Regions from separate parts of the Mus musculus genome. Here region 2 is linked to region 1. The links are chromatin contacts, called in public HiCAR-type maps. All regions are on one chromosome and are shown on one strand. The core of a region is the stretch at or near the end of the contact, and the rest is flanking DNA. Distances in the headings are between cores, read along the strand shown.

What was found. HiCAR-type assays count read pairs that join an accessible place to other places.
Region 2: a contact with region 1 is called in a HiCAR-type map of fibro-adipogenic progenitors, with 11 times the contacts expected there. The contact joins two enhancer-like sites. A contact is called at or near these places in 2 of 39 promoter capture datasets (the HPC-7 cell line and cranial neural crest), 4 of 484 Hi-C or Micro-C datasets (adipose-derived mesenchymal stem cells, cerebral cortex, cortical neurons and 1 more), 4 of 115 datasets of contacts at active chromatin or transcription factors (the NIH/3T3 cell line, SST interneurons, embryonic basal ganglia and 1 more) and 1 of 9 other capture datasets (embryonic stem cells).

The regions. Positions count from the first base shown.
Region 1 is chr12:109,693,520-109,697,131 of GRCm38.p6, reverse strand. No RefSeq gene overlaps it. Among named protein-coding and RNA genes, the nearest start is that of Gm22205, 7.3 kb to the right of the region's middle. Within about 2 kb of position 2,206, at least 13 of the 459 cell types and tissues checked have an H3K27ac peak or open chromatin away from gene starts, as enhancers often do. A contact at or near this core is called in adipose-derived mesenchymal stem cells and fibro-adipogenic progenitors, where this site is marked.
Region 2 is chr12:110,379,926-110,383,631 of GRCm38.p6, reverse strand. No RefSeq gene overlaps it. Among named protein-coding and RNA genes, the nearest start is that of Gm40577, 36 kb to the left of the region's middle. Within about 2 kb of position 2,306, at least 91 of the 459 cell types and tissues checked have an H3K27ac peak or open chromatin away from gene starts, as enhancers often do. A contact at or near this core is called in adipose-derived mesenchymal stem cells and fibro-adipogenic progenitors, where this site is marked.

The DNA of each region.
Region 1 (3,612 bases), core at 957-3,456:
AACCATCTCTGCTTGGGGGATGCATGACATGAGCCAGACACGTACTCTGAACTTAGGATGGACATACAACTGTGTGTGTTGGCCCTTGTTCATCTTTACCTTTCCCCAACAATTTCCATGCTCAAATTTTGTGCAGACTTCTGTCCAGGGCAGCAGAGGCCAGAGGCCATTGAATCCAAGCATCTCACCCATGGATAGCAGGGGCTGCTTGGAGCGATGTAAGGCATGCAAAACCAAAGTGGAGTCTCTGAATATGTGTCAAATCCAAGGCTAAGTAAAAGCCAGAGTATGGTTGATGCATCTCAGGAAAAGAGAAGGGAACAGTCTTGCTGCTAGTGACAGCGGTCATATTAATAATGGTGAATGGTGATGTTGTTGTTATTGTTAGTGGTGACCATTTTTTGCTGTTGTGGGTGGTGCTGTTGCTGTTGGTGATGGCCATGATTATTTTATGGTAGCCATGATGATTGTGGTGGTTGTATGGGTGGTACCTCTGTTCTTGCTGTTGATAGTAGTGGTCATCGTGGTAGTGGTGGTTTATTAGTGATGGTAGTGAAGAGTGCTCCTGAGGGTGACAGTATTGGTGGTTGAGGTGATTGATGGTCATGAAGGTTGTAGTGGTGGTGGTGATGGTCAGGTTCATGGAGGTGATAATGGTACTGGTGATGACGGTGGCAGTAGTGATGACAGAATAGTAATACCAAGAGAAACTATGGCTTCTTTGATGCTGTTGAATGCTATAAGAATGGTTGCTTTGCTGAGCAGCAAATCTGGGTAATGAGGAGGAACTTAACTCTCATCTCCTCTATGTATGTATGACCCTCAAAGAAAAGCCTTAAGGTCTAGCCAACGGTTCTCACTACTTACCAAGCCTCAACACTCAAGAGTCACTGCCACAAACACAGTCTGAGCTCTTCTCCTAGAGGGCTAAGGCATGCTCAGATGGTGAACCATCCAAATGCAATGAATCACAACTTGAGAGTCAGGAAAGGAAGAAATTACCTGAGTTGAGATGAAGAGGATGGATGGTGAGAACTGAGATGAATCCTCGTGGCAGAACCATCTCCCACATCATCACTCAGTTCGAAGGGAAGACGGCGAACAAGGAATGAGGGTGAAGTCCACAGTCAGGAACCACCAAGGCAAGGAAGAAAAGACAGTGTCAGGCATATGATGTTGTTAGACATATACTCTATTCTGAAGAGAGAGGAGGGAGGCAGGGAAGAAGGGAAGAAGGAAGGATGGATGGGAGATCTTAGGCAACTACCCTAAGTAGAATAAAGTAGTTGCCAACATACTTTTCAAATCTTCTGTTCCCTGGCATGTTGAGCTTTGTCTGGATAGGCGCACCATATGTGTTATCCCTCTTGGAACTTGGTTCATAGATTCAAAAAAACACAACTGAACTGACCAAATAAATATAGCCCCATGGGTGGATAGGGAACAGAACAGTACTTTTTAATTTTCTAAGGGTATCTCCTTTCCCAGGTGTCATACTGCACACAAGAAAACCACACATATCCTATACCAAGCTCCTGCAGAAATCATGAATCCTTCGGGAAGATAGCATTGTCCTGTAGCTGAGGCATAATAGGGGCCAGTGCTTCTCCTTAAACTCACAGTCCCACAATTGGAAGTCAGAGGAATTTGGTTTGCTTGGAAAGGCATGTCATGCGCCCACTCAGCAGAGGCATAAAAACAAGCTTTGGTTATTTTTGATCTCCCATTTTGGCAGAGGCTAGGATAGCTTTCGGGAAGACCCAGGGCTTCCATTCCACCATGCCAAGCCAGAGTTACCCAAGGATGGGCCAGTGTCCCGGGCAGTAAGAACTGCCAGTATCCTGTCTCATTATCTGGCATGGGAAGCCTGGCCCTGGCAAGAGTCTGGTCTTGCAGGGAGGATGCCACGGACCATCTGACATACAGCACACTCCTCCAAAGAGCAGCTACCAGGCCATACTGGTTCCACAAAAGCACATGTATTTTTAGTCATTTGCTCATTCATTCAGCAATAATTTACTGGGCGCCTACCAGGCTCGAGGCTGGGCAGGGGCTAAGGACAGAGAGAAGAATTTGACCCAGTTCCTGGCCCTCAAGACTCTTCAGTTTAGTGCTGACATGTAAACAAATCCCCATGATAGAGAGGGTAGGGAGCTCAAGTATTTACAACTAGTGTGGAGCTGGGTGTGGCCACTCTCCTTGGAACAGAGGAGGAGTAGCTGTGAGTTCATTCACTGTCTCACACCCAGACAGCTGACTCACTCATTCATACACCAACTCATTCACTAGTTCAGCCACTCATTCACAAGAATACAATTTACTCTTTAATTGTAGACTTGCTGACAGATTTGCTACCTAATCAATTCTTTTATTCCTTAATTATGTGATGCTCATTCGTCTGCCTATTGGCCTTTCATTCACTTATTCACTTATCATTTCGTTCAGTTACACATGCAGTTGTAATAGTGATTTCCTTCCTTTCATTTTTTTTTCAGTCCATCAAGCATCCGTCAATAGGTCATTTATCCATTCATTAATTCATCCATTCATCTGGGCCAACAGTGGCTCCTCTCATGAACGGACCCAAATGCTGACTCATTACTTCCTTTATTCCTTTATTAGAAATGAAGATCTACTTATCCATCCATTCATAAAACCATTCAGGAATTCACAGAATGACTGATACACTCAAGAGTACACATTCACTTCTTCAAGGCTGACCCACTGGTATGTTTGTCATTCACTCAAAAGCTTTGTCTTTCATCGCTCACTTCTGCCATGCTGGCCTGCTTTCTCATGCATCCACTCACAGACTCCCCATGTAGTGATTCGCTGTGTAACTTAGTCATTAGTGCATTACTGGCCTGCGCCTGGCAGTGACCTCCATGTTTTCATGACGTCATGGGCTCCTGGCAGTAAGCTGAAGTTGTGAAAGACCTCACAGCATAGTAGCAAAACCTCTCATAAAGCATCCAAAAGTTCAAATTGAGCAGAGAGCACCAACTCCTTATTTCTGGGCCACACATGCACTTGTCCTGCTAAATGGTTTTATCTATTCCCATAGAGTTCCAGGGTCAGCTTCCTCTATGAACTCCATATTTGACACAAGGCTGACGAGGATAAAAGGCAATAGCTATTAGTAGAAATGGATACTTTTATATCAAATATTTTACCATTCTCAGATACTGAGTACCAGAAAATAAAACTCATGGAGTATTTGAGCTGACTAATCAACATGCTAACAAGTAGGAATTTGTGCCCTAGATAGGCAACAATAACTCATTTAGTGCCATGGGAGAATATAAATACACCTTAGAGAGTGGCCATGTGCACCTTATTCTAGTAAAACAAAGGCAGGAGGGACTAAGTTCCTTCGGTAGACATCAGTGGCTAAGGACTACTTATCGCAAAATATTTAAATTTTGACCTTACCTGGTCTATTTCCAACTTACTTTTTAAAAGATTGGTTTACTAAAAAATAATGATAAGGACAGTTTTGTAAACTCATCGAAGTACAAAATAAATGAAAAAGAATGAGTATTTAATGTGGTTTGGGGCAGGGTTCCTTACATACAAAGGCAACAGATTAAATCTTTTTGTGTTAAATGGGAT
Region 2 (3,706 bases), core at 1,057-3,556, 690 kb before region 1:
GGCAGAAGAGAGGTGGGGACTGTTTATGTTGATAAGTACTGATAAGTTCTGATGATAAGTACCTGAGACTATGTATAAAGGACAGGGTGTGGTTCTGGAGGCTACAAGCCCAAGAGCAGGGTACCAGGATCTGGAGATGAGGAAGGACCACGGTTGAATCAAAACACAATAGGGTCATTATACAATAAACAGAGACAGCATGCAGGCTCCTCTCTCTCTCTCTCTCTCTCTCTCTCTCTCTCTCTCTCTCTCTCTCCAGGGTCCTGGGGCTTGCTATGTAGACCAGGCTGGCCTCGAACTGAGAGATCTAAATTCTGTGATTAAAGGTGTGTGCCACCATGCCTGGCTGTTTTCTTTCTCTTAGGAGCCATCAATGCAGTCTTGTAGGCTCTATGTAGGTGATGGCATCCAGCCAGAACCACCTCTCAAAGGCTCCATGTTCAGACACCATAAACATGACTTTCGGGATGAAGTTTCCAACACTTGAGACCTGTGTGTGTGTGTGTGTGTGTGTGTGTGTGTGTGTGTATGGGAACATGATGATAAGTTATTCAGCGTATGCGCATGATCAAGTTGGGGCCACTGGCATATCTTCAACCTGTAATCCTTTTATGTACTGGAAATCACACAGCTGCTTTTCTAGTCATTTCGAGGTCTATTCTCTCTCTCTCTTTTTTAAATTTTAAATTATTTATTTATTTTATTTATACGAGTACATAGTTGTTGTCTTCAGACACACCAGAAGAGGGCATCAGATCCCATTACAGATGGTTGTGAGCCACCATGTGGTTCCTGGGAATTGAACTCAGGACCTCTGGAAGAGCAGTCAGTGCTCTTAACTGCTGAGCCATATCTCCAGCCCCAATTTCATCCCTTTTAGAGCCGAGGAATAGTCTCCTGGGTAGGTCCGCCATGTTTTCCATGTCTGAGCACTGGTTACTTGGGGTGGGTACTTCTACAACAAACATGGGAGTGCAGGTAGGTGTCCTGTTTTTCTAATACATGATTTAATTATTTTTAAGATTAGAATATAATTACATTATTTCTACCCTTCCTCTTGCTCTCTCCAGTCCCTCCCATGTCCCCTTCCTTGTTCCTTGTCAAATTCATGGTCTCTTCTCCTTTAATTGTCATTCCTACCCCCTTATACACACACACACACACACACACACACACACACACACACACACACACCCTTTAGTGTATGTTCAATTTCAGGGCTGACCACTTGGTATTGGATAACCAGTTGGGCCTCATTCCTGAACCCTTGGCGCTCTGTGTAGGGGTGCAGCCCTGTGAGATTTCCCTCTTCCTGTACTTATCCAGGGCAGCCATATTGTTGAGGTATCATGAGTAAACTTTGTTATTTCTAGTGGACACAATCTCACAGCTGACTTTCTGGTCTTCTGGAAAACTGCAATCTTTCTGTTCTCTCTTTTGTAAAGTTTCCCCAAGCCTTAGGTGAAGGAACTGTAGTGCTGATGTACCAACCGGGGCAGTGCCCTGCTGGCTTGTTCTCTGCATTCTGAGCAGCTGTGGTTTTCTGTAATGGTCTCTGTTGTACAGAGGCGTGTAGGTGTCTTTTTGGTGTCGTGTATTCATTTCCTTTGGGTTGCTGGCTTATATGCCAGTTCTATGTATCATGTTTCGAATATCCATAATGGCTGTTGATTTGTTTCCGTGGACAGACAGGCAATATGCACTTTTGGGAACAAACTGTGGTGGGGGACACATTGCAGACAGGTATAGGGGGCCAGAGGCCAACCTTTGGGGTCAACAAAGAGCTGTTGAGTCAGCCCACCTTGGAACCTACTCTGCTGCTGGGCTTCCTACTGAATAAAATGACACCCATAGGCGCCTTGTGAGCTTGGATTAGCTTAGCTCCTGTTCTCTGTAGTGAGTCTCCCCCTGGGGCGCGGGGGGTGATCCTCCCTGATCAGCGACTGCAGAGATGGGTGGACAAGGAGCTTAAGAATGGATTGGGATCAAAGAGTTATGTGGAAAGAGGGCTGGGGGTGAAGGGGCCTTGGGCTGGCAGTCAACAGCAGGCAGGGCAGGAAGTACTGTTTTTCCAGCCAGAGCCGGAGGGAACCAGTCTTGCAAAGCTGTGCGATGACTCAGAAGGGAGGACAGTGTCGTGTGGGGGCGGGAGGCAGAGTGATCACTTTCCCCGCCGACAGGCTTCATCTTCAGAACATTCGATCAGAGGTGAGTGATCGTGGGCGTTAAATGCTCACCTTTAAAGGTCAACACGGCAGACAGCCGGCCTCGTGGCCCAGACGTGTGCCTTGGGTAACCGCAGTGGAACTCATTAACTTGTCACCACGGTCCTGGAGCTGTCAGATGGCCTTCCTTAGGAGGTGCTTTATCCCCAACCCCTCCCACGCTGGCCAGCCCGAAGTACCAAGTCACACAGCCCACAGAGCAGGGAGCTGAGGGAGGACATGGTCAGGCCCCCACCTGATGCTATCATCCCCAGTCTGAAGGGCAAATGGCAAGAGAATGCATGCACTGAGCACTTCTGTATGTGACACCCTGCCTGGAAGTACTTAATGCTTAGTTCTAGTCAAAGGAAGGGAGTCTTGGAGAATTGGGGATCACTCAGATGTCAGGCTCTTAGGGATCCACTAAAAAGTGTTAACCTACCTGGGGACATCAAGCTAGGTCCTGGGATGGTCTCTGACTCCTGCAGAGACCATCGCGTGAAGTGAAGCAGGCTACATCATAACACAGCGTCAGGGGCTCGGAGAGAAGAGCTGAGACCCACTCGCCTCTGCTTTCTCTTCTCAACTCTGTTCCCTGCACAAATCCACTTCCCCAAATATTTATTGAGTGTCTATTAAGCCCAAGTACTGTTACCTCCCAGCTCAGGGCAATCTCTGCCTTCTAGGGTACACAGTCTGAAAAGAGACATCATGGGTGGGACATCATGCAGGGACAGAGATGCCTGGATGGGGGACTGGGGAACATGAAGGGACAGTCAGGAAGGGACAGAGATCTGACTGCAGAAGAGAGAGAAGGATCCCACGACTCCTTTAAGGCCTGTCAGAGTTCCAGAGATGACCAAGGACCTGGGCCCGGGTAGGGCACTCACGTGTGGGGGCTGTCTGCCTTCAGGGACCCCACAGCTAGGCCACCCGAGAACCCCTGGTGTCCATCCATCCATGGGATGTCTCTGTGTGGAGTGGTGGGCCCACCAGAAGGCATGGCCTCTGAGACTTTCTGGGGTGTCCCCCTCTAGTCACTTCAGATTTAGCCCGGCTATACCCCCGACCAATTTTTCTCTCCAAGTATGTGGCAGGGTGGGGAGTCCACTTCCTGAAGGTCCTGAGTTGCTGGGGTTTGAGCAGGGTGAGGGCGAGGTGCTTTTCTAGGGCGGCCAGCTTCTGTCTGGTTCTATACCCGCCGCGGTCTTATGGGAAGACTCCAGTCCTCAGCACACAGTGTAGACATGGAGTTTCAACCCAGCGGACTCTGACCACCACCCTGCTTGAGGCCGTTCAGTGCCATGCCTCGCATGCTCTTAAGAAAATGATCAAAACCTTCAACAAGGCTCTGCTTAGTGTGCTCACACAGCATCGTCCCAACTGCTCTGAATTAATCACTGCTCCCAACCGCCTCGGATTAATCGGGTGTGAGTGTTGGCTTAATCTCCTCTCCATTGGAGTCTAGCTGGCACTGCGGTACCCCTGGAGCTGTGCAGTGA